Regions from separate parts of the Gossypium hirsutum genome. Here region 1 is linked to region 2. A link is a contact called in public Hi-C data. All regions are on one chromosome and are shown on one strand. Each heading gives the region's core, a stretch centred on a gene start, on an enhancer-like site or on the middle of the called end of the contact. The rest is flanking DNA. Distances are from core to core; before and after follow the strand shown.

The links. A called contact is a pair of places that touch in the nucleus more often than the background predicts.
Region 1: a contact with region 2 is called in a Hi-C map of leaf, with 2.9 times the contacts expected there. The contact joins the promoter of LOC121219840 here to the promoter of LOC107899902 in region 2. A contact is called at or near these places in 2 of 34 Hi-C or Micro-C datasets (both in leaf).

What each region holds. Positions count from the first base shown.
Region 1 is chrD08:51,848,704-51,855,451 of Gossypium_hirsutum_v2.1, forward strand. LOC121219840 (root meristem growth factor 10) reads right to left here and starts at 2,844. Exons shown (of 2, transcript XM_041098338.1): 1 at 1,318-2,844; 2 at 169-1,206. The coding sequence starts at 1,446. The coding sequence ends at 904. It overlaps LOC107900836 (autophagy-related protein 8f), which reads right to left and starts at 5,395. Exons shown (of 6, transcript XM_016826566.2): 1 at 5,154-5,395; 2 at 4,790-4,842; 3 at 4,661-4,716; 4 at 3,662-3,714; 5 at 3,362-3,480; 6 at 2,970-3,261. The coding sequence starts at 4,826. The coding sequence ends at 3,173.
Region 2 is chrD08:51,673,727-51,681,565 of Gossypium_hirsutum_v2.1, forward strand. LOC107899902 (DNA repair protein RAD51 homolog 3) reads right to left here and starts at 2,017. Exons shown (of 9, transcript XM_041098331.1): 1 at 1,507-2,017; 2 at 1,136-1,234; 3 at 812-934; 4 at 685-718; 5 at 531-601; 6 at 218-444; 7 at 1-84. The coding sequence starts at 1,618. It overlaps LOC107900844 (probable tRNA N6-adenosine threonylcarbamoyltransferase, mitochondrial), which reads right to left and starts at 6,248. Exons shown (of 13, transcript XM_016826579.2): 1 at 5,782-6,248; 2 at 5,620-5,664; 3 at 5,443-5,517; 4 at 5,259-5,355; 5 at 5,050-5,140; 6 at 4,861-4,910; 7 at 4,250-4,440; 8 at 4,032-4,117; 9 at 3,861-3,936; 10 at 3,669-3,752; 11 at 3,425-3,539; 12 at 3,113-3,201; 13 at 2,365-2,999. The coding sequence starts at 6,069. The coding sequence ends at 2,868.

The DNA of each region.
Region 1 (6,748 bases), core at 1,594-4,093, 180 kb after region 2:
CTTTATCCCTTATTGGACCTTTCAAGGGATCGATCATGGTAGAACTTGTGCCCTTCACTTATCAAGAGAGTCCTTGTATCCTTCTTATTCTATTTAAAATGTTGAGTCTTCCTTTTATGCGTATGAACACTGGTCCAAACCTTTTATTTTTCTTTTCTCTCTATAAAAATGATTTTTTTTCCTATTTGAGTATCAACAAATTAAATTGGATAGCCTCCAATAAGATATAAAAAGTAATATATATATCACACACGAAATGCATGCATGTTAAATGGCATTTCTTGAAAACGAAATCATGAACCATTCGAGACCTACATTTTCAGTTGTCGGAACTTATTTCCGTTGTTCTCACTTTACCTAAACGCCATTTTTGGTTAGCTCAAAGTTTGATCATCAACGCTGTTTTTCCTTCACAGAAATTGCCAATTCAAGTGTAACTTGGCCAAAACTAATTTAATGACTGCCGTAGTGTTCTGACTTGCATCTACCCACTACTATTCCGAACTGTTATATTTGCTTCATCTTTCACACCTAAACGAAATATAAAGAGAAAAGAATGGAATAGTGGAAGTTACATGTAGTTTGAAAAGATTAATGAAACATAAATATTTCTCTCCGAGGAACATATATATATGATCCATGATGAATATACACTAAATTTATAGAGGGGAAAAAAGGGCTTGTAACTCGTTATAATTCAGCACCCTATGTTATATATATGGTCATATATATAACTTGTTATGCCTATGCGCTGGAAAGATCAACATTTGACTTGAGCCCTAATATTTTATTAAAAGGCTCTTTTAACTCTTTGTTTTGCAGTTCTTGCCGGAGCTGGTATCTTAGCTTTCTTTCCTCGACTCTCTGGACTAGCAAAGAAAATAAAACTTTTTTTTTTATATATCAGTTGTGATGAGGAGGATGTGTCTTTGGTGGTGAGTAATCCAAGTTAAAACCTGGATTTTTTTCGCCATGTTTCTTGTGAGGCACACGCCAAGAAACTGCAACACTTGGATTTTTTTTCTTCTCAATTTCTACTATTGTCTTATGGTACTTCACCTCAGCATCTTCCAGCTTTTGAGTGACATTATATCCATGAGATTCCTCGATGCTTTCTACTTTCATGGATCGGAGTTCCTTGGAAGAAGACGATTTCGCCTGTAATACTGCAACTGAGTTATTCTTTCGATCCTTCTTCATATCATTCTGCAAAACAAAAGGCCCCCAAACCCAAACGAAGTTAAATAATGCATGCGCACTATGTACAACAAAATAGCAAAACATTAAATGATGATTGTCATTGTATATTGGACCAACCTTGATGGAGAAGTGAAGTATATTATCGATCTTATGATGCTTACTGTCAACTGCAACAAGACGACGAGCACTGCACGCTTGCAGAGAAAGGCATAGAAGCAGAAGAAGAAAACAAGATGGGGTTGACATGTTAAGGCAAAACAAGATGTGGTACTGGTAAGATCATCAAATGCAGCTATATCCTTCACTTAGAACATGCAGATGTATGAAGAGAAGCAACATATACCCCTCACCAGGGAAATTAGAGAAGCAACATAAGAGCTTACTTTGGTGATTATATATCGGAAGGAAAAAGTATAAAAGGTAAGAAAATGAGAAGTAAGATAAATAAATTGAAGAAAGCTAATGCGTGCTTAGCTAGCTAATTGTGTGTTCCGAGGGACACTAGTTAAATCTCATGTCGTTTTTACTTCTAGTTAATTGCCTTTACCCACCATTTCATTCTTGGAAAACTTGAAACCGATGATATTCTAATGCTAAAACTAAAAAAGTGGGAACCCTTTTTAGATCTTAGTCGATAGATCTTGGAGAATATGCTGCAATTAATGACTGAAATGTCCCTATATAACCCCTAAAGAAAACGAAAATAATAAGAAATATATGTTGTTAGCTTCTTTTTAGAACAGTTTTAAGAAGATCGATGTTGGAACTCATTGTGAAGTAGCGACCTCCATAAGCATGAGCAATATTATGTGTAGTTTGCCAATGCCACATGCACTCTCAGCCATTTGCAAGGCTCCAAAAAGATTGAACAGTGAATGTGAAAATACACGTACGTCGGTCCTACAAAGCGGAAATGTGCGGGAGCGAGGTAGGACCATGCAACCAAGGAGACAAGGTTACATGGACCACCACCACCACCTCTTCCTTCATATGTTGCGCGAAACACAAGGGTTCCCCCCTTAACCGTCAACGCCGGCCATACAATCTGAGTTATTCAATTGCCACGTGGATTCAACCCCCCACCATGGCCGCCGAAATCCATTCCTTCCACTAGTGGTCCGACTCCTGGCAACGCCATTCTTAACCTTTTAAACCAACAGCATATCAAAGCCAAAAAGCAGGTCATCCGGAAATATACACGCTGAGAGAAACCCAACCCTGGGTGGGGATGATACAGAGATTAAATCTTCACATATTTCATTAATTCTCTTTAAAAATCCCAACTTCTTTTAATATTCAAATTTGATGTATGAAGTTAAACCATCTTTATCTCTCGTTAACATAAAATGCTTTGGCATGACCTGCAGATAAACATTCTCGTGGTGAAAGCATGCATTGTGCCTTCATGTTTTGTTTGTATCATGCATTTGGAGTTTGAATGTTGGAGGTCTCGTGGGGGATGTTTATTTTTGTTGGGTTTAGAAGGGAGCGCCGGCGAGACAGGCTCGAGTTCCCAGAGGGATGGGGATTCGGGCAGGGGTCGTTGACAAATCGGATCCAATCGATATGTTTGGTAAAAGTCGAGCATTTTCGGTTGTCTCAGCCTCCCTTGTCTCCACGGCACCAATTTTATATTACTTATACGATGTGCCACTGTTCTCCATGTTAACTATAGTATGATTCAAATCCTCTGAACCAGGGGAATTGTCAAACATCAGCCATCAGTGAAACTAATAAATGGGTTGAATTGTCAACTTTTACGGACAAAGTTAAATAAAGGGTTATAACATTCTTCAATGAATTTGAGCAATAGTTCCGACATTTTAGATTGACATGGAATTATGTACGGAGAAACTATACACGTATAGGCATTCCGAGGAATCATATCATATATTAGGCAGAATGCCACAACTATTAATTTATTCAATTAAATGTAAACTATAGCATGGAAATAAGGTCCCAGCATGATCTGCTAGCCAAATGTATTTTCTCCACTGTATGTAACGTACAGAAATCCGTCTTCATCCTTTTTTTCATCATAGATAGTTGACATAATTGCTCCTGCATAACGGTGATGGCTACTTAGCATATAGAAATTGAAAAGGTGAATGTATTAACGTATAACATTATTCAAAGAGAAGAAATTTGCAAATTTTAATACCGGTCGGTGGGAGGACACCGTCCACAAATATGAAGATAGCCTTTTCAGCGCTCAGTTTAATTCTCTTCCGGATTACATAGATGAACTGACCAACTGTGAGGTCGGCAGGGACCAAGTATCTGTAAATTATTTAAATCAAATCATCAAAAAGATATCCATTACCTATATTTCAGTTGTGCCAAAGGAAATTGATCAATGGGCTTAAAATGCAACCATACACATGGTGGCTAGCAGTTGCTAATAAATAATAATGAATGATAACAAGGAATAAGGTAAACTTGGCATGAAAATGTTGCTTACTTCTTCTTATCAATGTTAGGAATATCACTTCTTTCTGCCTTCTCCACAATCACCTAAAAAGCACATGCGCAAACATCAATAGAAGCAAGATTGGGGTATTAAAATGTTATAAATTTCACTTTTGCCTTATGCAGGGATGAAAAGCCAAACGTGAATAAAATGTTTTTAGCAGGCTCCATTTAAACAATTGCACAGCTAAATTATGAAGTCTTTTTCTATTGATAACTCAATCTGGGATAAAGACATCGTCTATTCTACACTTTCAAGTTCTTGAGTTACAACCCTTCCTCCTCCTTAAGAAGTTTTTTTCTTTTCTAGACTTGATAGGGAGGGGCAGGGGATTTCAGGCTCAGGTTTATCTTTATTAAGCTTTAAAATAGAAAATGTATAGATCACACATACCATTCCAGACCATTAGCTGTTCTACTAGTAGATATTGCTCTTAATCATCAAGTCACATCCACCAATAGATGAACATTGGTATTGGCAGGACTGAAATTGCTTTCTAGATATCGTGACAGAAATAGAACTCATCTATTGCTCATAATCATCAAGTCACACTCAACAAAGTGTATAATCGATGTTAACACAATAGATATCAAAACGCCGCAAAGACACCACGACAAGTCTTAAGAAAAAAGTCATCCATTAACATGTTTACTTAAAGCAAAAGTTAGACCAGCATTACAGGTGAAGGCAGTGCAAAGTCCTGATTTAGGCTCAACTCTAAAGCTCATAGACGAGAAAAGAATTTATAACACAACAAAAACAAGACTTTTCAGTAAATTAGCCAATTGAATCATTTGATCCTTCGTTTGTGCAAAAATCAATTATATATATTAAAATGGATACCTAGAAAAAAAATTAAGAAGCAACAGAATGCACAAAGAATAGACAAGTGGTGGAACAATCATAATTATTCTTTAACATCAGCAAAGAAGAAAGGAAAAAAAAAAGTCAAAAGGGTGGAAAAAGACAAGGGTAAGGATGAATTCTTACTGGAATTCTATCAGGGTATTTTCCCCTGATTCTGGCAGCCTCAGCACGCCTTTTCTCTGGATATTAAGAATCCATAAATTAATGAAAAGCAACCAAAGAATAGCTAATACATGATCAGCAGTAACATACCAAAATCATGCTCAATCTTGAAGCTGCTTTTAGTCATATCTGCTGATATATCACTGCAGAACCATCAGGATGTAAAGTCAACTAATACCCTATTTTTAGACCTTACCGTAGACAAAAACCACAAACTTTAAAGTAGGACAACAATTCAAATTCAAGTTAAGATATCCTTTAATTCCAAATTAAATAAAAAATAAAGAAGAAAGAAGAATCCGATCATCATAAATTCAAGACAGTAAAGAAGAAGAAGAAACCCAAACCATATTTGATATTGAGAAACCAAAAGAACAAGAATTCAAGATTTTTTTTTTTACCCCAGCAGATTGAATTGAAACAAAGAGATGAGATGATGAAGAAATCAACTAACCGATGGATGAGGTGCTGTTGTCTTGAAGATTAAGATGAATGGGAAGAGGTGTTTATTTAAGATTTGTTTTAGTTTGGGGGCATTTCTCCTCCAACTAGGCTAGGTTGCTAACCAAGTAACCGCCACGTCAGTCTCCTACAGTATTTGGATTTTCTTCAATACTTATCCAATCTTGGAATTGGATGACGCTTCCTCATTTCACTTCATTTTAGAATCATCCTTGGTGAGCAAACACCTCATCTTCAACTCTGTTACTCAAATATAATTTTAAAATATATATATATTTGGATTAATATGTTTATATTCGGCTTAAATATTAAAATATCTGTAAGAAACAAATTCAATAATCAATTGAGTTACTCTTGAAATTTAGATTTTAATCGAATTTTACTAATCAATTGAGTGCCTCGACTATAGTTTTCTTTTGAAGTCGTTGACGAACCGTTAAGTATTGACGTGGTAAGTGATGTAATATTTGACATGAAAAATTTTATATGTAAAGAAAAGCTTACGTGAAGGATTAATTAATTTTTTAAAATTATTTTATAAGGTAATTGCTCATTTATTTATTTTAAGAGGACTTAAATGATTTCTAGAGATTATATAATTTTTTTTAAAAATATAAAAATAATAAAATTTTATAAAAGGAGTAGAATTTTATTTTTTTTATATTTAATAAATTTTAATAACTTGTATATATTTTTATATTTGTCTACCGTTTTTATAATATTTTAGTAATTTTTAATAATTTTTAAAACTTTTTAATAAAAATTACTAATGTTGCCCTTCATCATATATTAACTCATGGCTTACTCATCACCTTTCTTAAGCCACCAAACAGGAATCATCATGGACTAGTTTACCATTTAGGTTTAAAAGTACCGTGAAAAAGAAGTTTTAAAAAGTAGTTTTTGAAAGTTTAATAGTGTTTATTATTACTGTCAAAAATATTTTTAAAAATGTAAAATGTCAATTTTTAAATATGGTATTGTAAAATAAAAGATTTAATGAGCATGTAAAAAGGTAGCTTCATTGAAAAACATTTTCCAAAAACCAAAAGCTAATTCTTTTTGGCTTTTTAGTTTGGGATAAAAATTAAAATCCTAATTTAAAATTAAAGATTGATTTGAAAGCTATTTGTTTACCAATTTTTTTTGGTTGAAAAGTACTTTTCAACATCAATGGTTAACTAAGCCTATCTCAAACCTTTTACTTGACACTCCATACCAATTTGATTACAATTACAGTTCAAGCTCCCTATAAAAATTTAATCCATACCTTTAAAATAACATAAAAAATTCTTTAATTTTCCTATATATATTTTAATTTTTACAACTTTTTTTATACTTTTAATAAAATTTTATAACTTTTTTATTAGTTTTTATAGATTTTTTTATCATTTTAATTATTTTTATATAATTTCTAAAATTTTATAATATTTATATGATATTTTCATATATTTCATAACATATGTATAATATTTTAATTAATTTTGGATGTGAGTTCTACTTAATTTGGCACTTAATTAATCATTTTCTATGTAGGTATGATAATTATCTAATTTAATGGAAAATGAGTCAATATGCAGAAAGTAT
Region 2 (7,839 bases), core at 767-3,266:
ACTGAGGACCCGGGTCCTAAGGGCCATATCATCAAAATCTTGGCGGAAATGGAAGGTAACACTATCCACAACAATCACCTTCACCTGTGACCATAATGACATATCTATTTAATGACCTGAGCAGGTGATTAGCAGCAGTGTTTACCAAAAAAAATCCCAGAACAAATATAGCCCCAATAAAAAAGGAAATGACCCGGCATAAAACTACTATACCTACATCTTTATGTTCTGAAAGGAACTTGTCTAAATAATTTATCAGGGCAATTTGCTCTGTATAACTACAAATGCGGAAATAAAATATGTTTTCCAGGATATCCTGAGGCAGCATTTTGATTTTGCATTCTTGGAAATCCTTCCTCAAGAATCTGTTATATTCTGACATATCTTCTATGCAAGCTTCAGCAATTTGAAAAGCACGCTCCACCATAAAACTGCCTTCCGTATCTAAGTATCATATGATCACATTGTTAGCAACATAAATCCAATGGTAAACAGTGGAAAAACTTGCAGTGGTTTTTTATGAAAGTTACCGATATATATAGCCTTCCCACCCAGACCACCAAAATCATTTGGAATTTGAACATTAACTGCTACTTGAATCCTGTCAATAGAGACGGAATTACAGCAAATATAAATCTGAATGTAACATGCTAGCAAAACTTGATAAGAAGCAACAACTCCTACCCCAGCTGTGTTTTACCAATGCCTGGGACTCCACCTATCAACATAAAGATAATACTTTCACTACCAAAAGCAGTTGTCAATTTATACTTCAGAACAGAATTAACAATCAGTGACAGTGATGACCAACCGATTTCAGTAACTTCTTTGCAATGTATTCCACCACCCAAGATGTTATCTAGATCCGCAGAGGACGTAGTTATGTGCATCAATGATTCCTCATCATGGAGCATATCCCAGGCACTTTGTGCACCTGCCCACCATTGGAACGTGTCCAAAACTATAAGAAGTTAAACTGGCAATATAGGCATTGGAGAAAAGCAGGAATGCACGAGGGAAAGTACTAAATTTCAATCAACATCATTCTGAAAGGAACGCGATAAGTTGAACTTCACCAAATAAAGTGAAGCTTGCCTGCACGAAAACTCTATAATAGAAGAGAAACGATAAATACCCTCAACGATTGAACAACTTGCATTCGAGGTTTCCGACCCCCTACTATGTGATGCAACCTTCAGAATATTCATAGCTTCACTTTCGGAAACTTTTAATTCTGTATAAAAAAAGATAAACAGCGTTAGAAACATGAAACTCTGAAGAGGGAATACACTAATTCACACACAAAACAGACTTCTGTCAGGATTGAGGGTTGGGATGAAAGATAAATTGGGGAGTGGGGGCTTAAATGTAAGAACCCTTGGTGTTTGGGAAGTAATTCAAGTTCGTTTGGTATTAAAAACAAACAGTTGGTAGGCTTGCATTAGCAAATACAAGGACCGCAGGATCGCGTGATGCAAAAGAAAAAAAAAGCAAAGAGCTAATCACCTCGAGCAAGGTCAGAGGAAGAGATGGAAGAAAGAGAAGAGAGGGAAGTGTAGCCAGCTGAGATTAGCTTCCCTCTTTGCGATGCTGAGATTGGTAGCCTCCATATTTCCATCTCTAGCTTCCTTGGGGTTGCCTTGGCGCCCAATAAAACTTCGGCGTAGCTTTTCTCTGGGCTAAATGCTCAAAAAACACCTTGACTTATTATGGGTTGTTTCAAAAGGCTCAAATAGGGCTAAAACGCTTTCAAGTAGGGTCAAGTATAAGGGTTGGTTTCGAGAGAAGGCCGGTTCAGATCATAAAACATACATAAAAATGAGTTAAATATTTGTATATTTATTTCTTAAGATGATAAATTTCGCTCATCATTTATAAGTATGATATTGACAATTTATGACTAGACCCTACATTATACTTTGAGTAAAGTGTCAGTTGTATTATATAGAGCTACAATAAAAGCTATCTAAACCGACAACTAAGAAAATGCTATATTATACGGAGATATCTATGCTCATCGCTAAATTCCTTTTTAAAGCACTAATGTATTATTTAAATGTGGTACATGTGTATGCCCACTTTTATGTTCTGGACATATTTGTAGGTTCCATATTTTTCTATTTTATATATTAGAGATATTATGTTTTGTGAGTCCAACTTTAATGTGAAAATGCTACTCTTCAGTTAGGTTTTTTTGTTTGATTGTGTTGTTGTCTAATTTTATCACGAAAAGTCCAATTGAATCTTATCTCCACTTAATTTAATCATAAAAAGTTAACAACTTGAACTCAATTTGATCTAAACCCAAAATGGTCCAAATTCAAAACGATTCATACCCATAAAACCTAAGCAACTAACTCAATATGACCAAAACTTAAAATCCAAAATTATATAAATATGCAATGATTCGACTCAAAAACTCGAATTTCAATGACCAAACTCAAAACAATACCAACCTAAAGTTGACTTAATCCCGAAATAATCCAAATGTGGATGGGCTGCTTGGTTTTTTATTTGACTCTTGAGAACTAGCATGCTTCTTCCCTAACTTAAAAGGAAATATATCTTTATCTTTTCCATCTTTCTTGTCTATCTGTTACATTCCTTTCTTCAATTTAGAATTACATGGTTAATTGATGAAACAAAAGGCTTTACAGAGAGTATTGAAAGCATCATGCAGCTCTCCAATGGGTTTGAACATATTCGTATTCTGAATCGTGCCATTGTAACGAGCAACCTCAATTAACCATCAGATAGTTAAAGCTGAAGGATCATCACGATGTTGAATTTAGACCAGTCGAGGATCTATGAAGTCTGAATAGAGATATAAGCTCTGGGTGCATTTTGGGTATATGCACACTCTTGTATCATTGTTGTTGCAGTGAGGCTTGTACAAGAGATGTAAGCGATGGATGAACCCGAGCCCTTCTTAATGAGCGAGCCTCACTCCTGCCTTCGGCATATTCCTCCCCTAATGGCCACCTTGGCCGCAAATCATACTAGTGCAACGCAAACATGTGAAAATTCAAGTGAACTTTAGCTTATTTTTGCCTATAACCATGCACAACTTATAAAGCAAACAGAGTCATGTCATAAGATATTTCCGACGTACCATGAAATCGTCTGGATCATTGGCAGGTGGTGGAGGATCATATCTTCCAACACGAAAGTTCTCAATGCCAGTCCAAGCAATCATCACGCCTATTTCATACAAAAATTACGGCATTACTTGTCTACTTTTTTATCTATAATATCTAGTTAATTCCCCAAGGTCTAAACATTGGGTTTAGGAGTTTATCCTAATACTCTAGAGCATTTGAACATTCTATATTTTTATCTTTCTATGCATACATACATGCATACAAGAATATAGACACATGCATAAACTTATAAGTTGACTAAAAATTACAGAAATGGAACTTACCATTGTCAGTGCAAAGGTTGGGGGGCGGACAGACAAGCTGCAGACTGTACTTCTGAACAACCTGATCCAATCGAGCCCTAACGTATTGATTTGATGCCACACCTCCAGATACTACCTGCAAGAAGCAACATGAGAACAAGGTCAGCATACACCAGTATGTGGCAGATTAACTATAAGAAGCACTCAGAACTATCAGTAGTAAATAAGATTAATACACATATGTATTACATATAATTTACATCACCAGATGCTTTATGGAAGGTTCAATCTTCAATGCCCATTCAACTGCTCGTTCACACCTTTCTTCTAGATGCAACACAGCAACTCGCTGGGGTACAGATTTTAAGGTCTCATATATCAATAAATATAATTTAAAATTAATGAATAGATATAGAATTAAGATTGTGGTACGAAGAAGAAGGGAAAATGAAGTAACCTGAAAAGAGGCAGCAATATCAGCTCGGGAACTTCTGTCTAGGCTACTTGCACAAGAAAGGGGAACCTTGGCATCACTACAACAAATGGGGATCTAGCAGAATTACCATGATAGATAAAAGGAGGAAGAGTTGATAATAAATTATAATAGATATCGGTAAGGTTTTCATACATATTTCTGGATGCAATTGCTAGTTTCACTTGGGTCTTTAGACCGGCATATGAGAAATTGCAATCTTTATGCTGTTTCATTGGAATCTGAAAAGAAAATGAAGTGCAAATGTGAAACTCAGAACTAAATGAAATGGTCAAAACCATACATAAAAAACAACAGAACCATCAAATATACATTCTAGAAAAGGTCAATACAGCTCTAAAAGAAAAACCTACTGAGAATCTAACTGATTCTGCATCACCCTCCTGAGCAAGTTGCTCAACAGCTGGCCCACCACTCTTCCTCATATCAAGGCCAAGCCATTTTGCAGTCTTGTCAAAAGCCTCACCAATTGCATCATCTATCGTCGTCCCAAGTTGAGTGTAATGACCAAGATCATGAGCAAGAACTAATAGATTGTGCCCACCTACAGGAAAAACAAGCAAGCAAGCAATGACTGTAACTCACAAACAGGAATTTAGTAGGTAGCTTAACTAAATTTATTATTTCTTCCATGTCAATCACCAAATTGCTTAATCAGATGGGGAAGCACTTCCATTTTGAGTTATTAGCCAAGCAATTTCAGCATTCCGTAACTTATGCAAAGAGGAAAACTGCAGATGACAACTTTAATTACCCCATGTCACAAAGGGTTGCAGAATAATACTTTATTGCCCATGATGTTGTTCCACATTACAGCCTTAATATGGATCACATTATATGGAAATACCACGCTGCACGCATCTCTCAATCTTCCTCTCTGTCTCACTAACTAGCTAGCTAACAAGCAAAAATGTTTATGCAACGAGTGTAAGCGGCATAATGCTACAATGCCAGAAGCATGTACCTGATATAAGCAGAGCCAGGAAAGGAAATTGCAGCTCCTTTTCTATCAGCCTAGATAAGGAAGTAACAATGTCAGGTACTCATAAACAACATATGACTTCTCTTCTCATGTCTTACCTGAAGGCTACTTATTTAGAAGTGCTGGGGTGCATGCCTCATTCTAATCTATATATAGTCATTGCTTCAATACCTGGCCACTAGAGCATGAGCCTCCATGTGATGAACACTGATGATTGGTAGATTGAAGCTGCCAGCAACTCTCCTAGCTTTCTGCACACCAACTGCACAGAAATTGCATAAAAAATAGGTCGAAAGGGAAGGGTAACTTTGACCACAGTTTGAAACAATGATTAACAACGAAGTTCAGCTTTAAAAAAAAAAACCATTATTAATAATTACCTCGAAGGCAAAGACTTAAACCAGGTCCAATAGTAACAGCAACAGCAGATAGTTCCCTTTCAGTCAAGCTAGCTTTATCAAGTGCATCTTGCACAACCTGCACTTTATAATCAGTTTAAATTTTTATTTTTGCATCACATTAATGATATAATTTGTTTACAAATAAAAGAAACTTCTATGATACCTGATCAATGACTTGTGAATGTGCTTCTTCAGCCATTTTAGGAGCAACACCTCCATATCGAGCTAGCAAATCTGCCTTCATAGGGCCAATAGTTAAAGTGAAAAGAAAAGGTATTCACTTCACTGCCATAAGAAAATAAAGATGGTAATTTTTCTGCTAATTGGAATAAGTTCTTACCTGAGAAGACACAACTTGACTCAGAATTTCGCCATTGCCTCTCACCTAACATTCACCCAAATTTTCCTTTTTTTACTCAAAGATAGTTTCCCATTGAAACATAGAGAACACCCATGAAGGAAAAAATGAAAGAGGAAAGCGGGAAAAGAAAAGGGTGCTTACGATAGCGGCTGCCGTGTCATCGCAACTCGTTTCGATGCCGAGAACGACCAAATCGACATCGAAGGATTTGGATGAAACGGGTCTTCTTGAAGTGGAAAAATGAGCTTCCGGCGAATTGAGTGAAGAAGGAAAATGAAGGAGACGATAATTGAAGGGTCTTAATCGCGGTTGCTTATGGAATTTCAGTAAACTGAGGGCTTTAAATGTGAAGGGAATAAATATTGATGATTTTTGTACTAAATTTAGGCGGGAAAATGTTGAAGGAAGTGCTAACAATGAAGACACCATTTTCAGAGGGCATGAAGCTTAAAAGACGACTGTTAGCCAGTGGAGAAGAGATTATGAACGAACGAATGAATAATGAAGCGAGGAGGTCGCCGCCGTTATGTAACAACGCCACCGTTTTATCTACAAGCCCATCCGGATCCTGTGGCCAGTGAGTTCTTTACCCAAAATCCAGCCCAGTTGGCCCACCTAGGTTCATTTTTCGTAAAACACATATTCAAGGGGGTTTTTTTAACATAATTTCCTAGAGTTAATTGCAGCTAGGGGTGATCATTAGCAGGTACTGTTAAGGTCCGGGCTCGACTTGAAAAATAAGCATAAAATTTTGTCTAAGTCTAATTTGGATAAAAATGTTAAAATTAGAGTTCAATCCGACTCAGACGTATTAATTCTTTTTATATTATTATTTTTGCATAAAACAAGTTTAAAAAATATAATACATCAAATAGATTAAAAATATTAAAATAAATATTTCCCAACAAATTGAAAATAAATTAAATATATTTAATATTTATGCTTAAATAACACTAGATAGGTGCAACTTAGCAAGTAAATGCCTCTAAAATAATAGTAAAATTAACAATAAAATAAGAATTATACAATATACAAACAATATAATAACAAAATAATTACAAAACTGTGGCAAAACAACACCAAAACAGTAGAAACAACAACATTTTCTTTTTACAAATTCGGGTTGAGCTAAGCCAAAAAAAGCTTATTTGTCTTTTGTTTCAAACCCATTTTTTTAACTTATATTTTTACGCAAAGTCTCCCATCTTAAGAGCAAGTACTTCACCTGGCCCATGATCAAATCTAATTGTAGCATACCAATTTTATGATTGAGATTTTAAATTCACCCCAAAATTTGAAATATTTTACTTTAAATATTTGAAATATTCCATCATATTTATTATATCATTGTATAGATTAATTATCGTATTAAATATCAACTTAAACCTAATAGAAAGTATGTACCAAATTTTAGATGTCTATGTATCTATTACAAGACAATATCATTAAAATTTTGAAGAGATATTTTTAGGGTTTTTTACAAAAATAATATAAAAAAATAAAAAATTACCAAAATGTTATAATTTTTTTATTTACCAAAATATATATAAATTTTTTTATTTATCAAAATATATAAAAAAACTAAAAACAAAAAAAAATAAAAGAACAGGAAAAAAACTGGACCGATTTGACAACTCCCTGGGTGGAGGGAAGCAGGTTGGCGGCACCAAACAAGGAGAGGGGGTTGGCGGCACCAGTTGAGGACTCCCTGTTGGCGGCACCAGTGGAGGAAACAAGGTTGACGGCACTACTCGTGTTATAAATACGAACTCTGTCCAGCTGAAACAAGAAAAATCAGAAGAAAAAGAGAAGAAAGAAGAGGTGCTGCGGAAAAAAAAGAGAGAAAGAGAAGAGAAAAATAAGGTATTTTTTTAAAAATAATTGATTATGTTATTGTTATTGTTTTGTATAATTTGTATTTATTTTTGTTTTAGTTTAGTTATTAAGATTAAAATCAATAAAACTCAAATTTATAGTTTTAGTTAGGTTTTTTTACCAAAATATTACAAAAAAATAAAAATTTTATAGTATTATTATTATTATTATTATTATTATTAAGATGTTACTTAGTATTATTGTTAGTAAAAAACTAGTATTATTTTTATAGTTAGTTATTAATAATTTTAGTTAGTATTATTTTGTATATAAAATATATTATTATTGTGTTAGTTATTAAGATTAGTGGTTAAATGGCTTTCA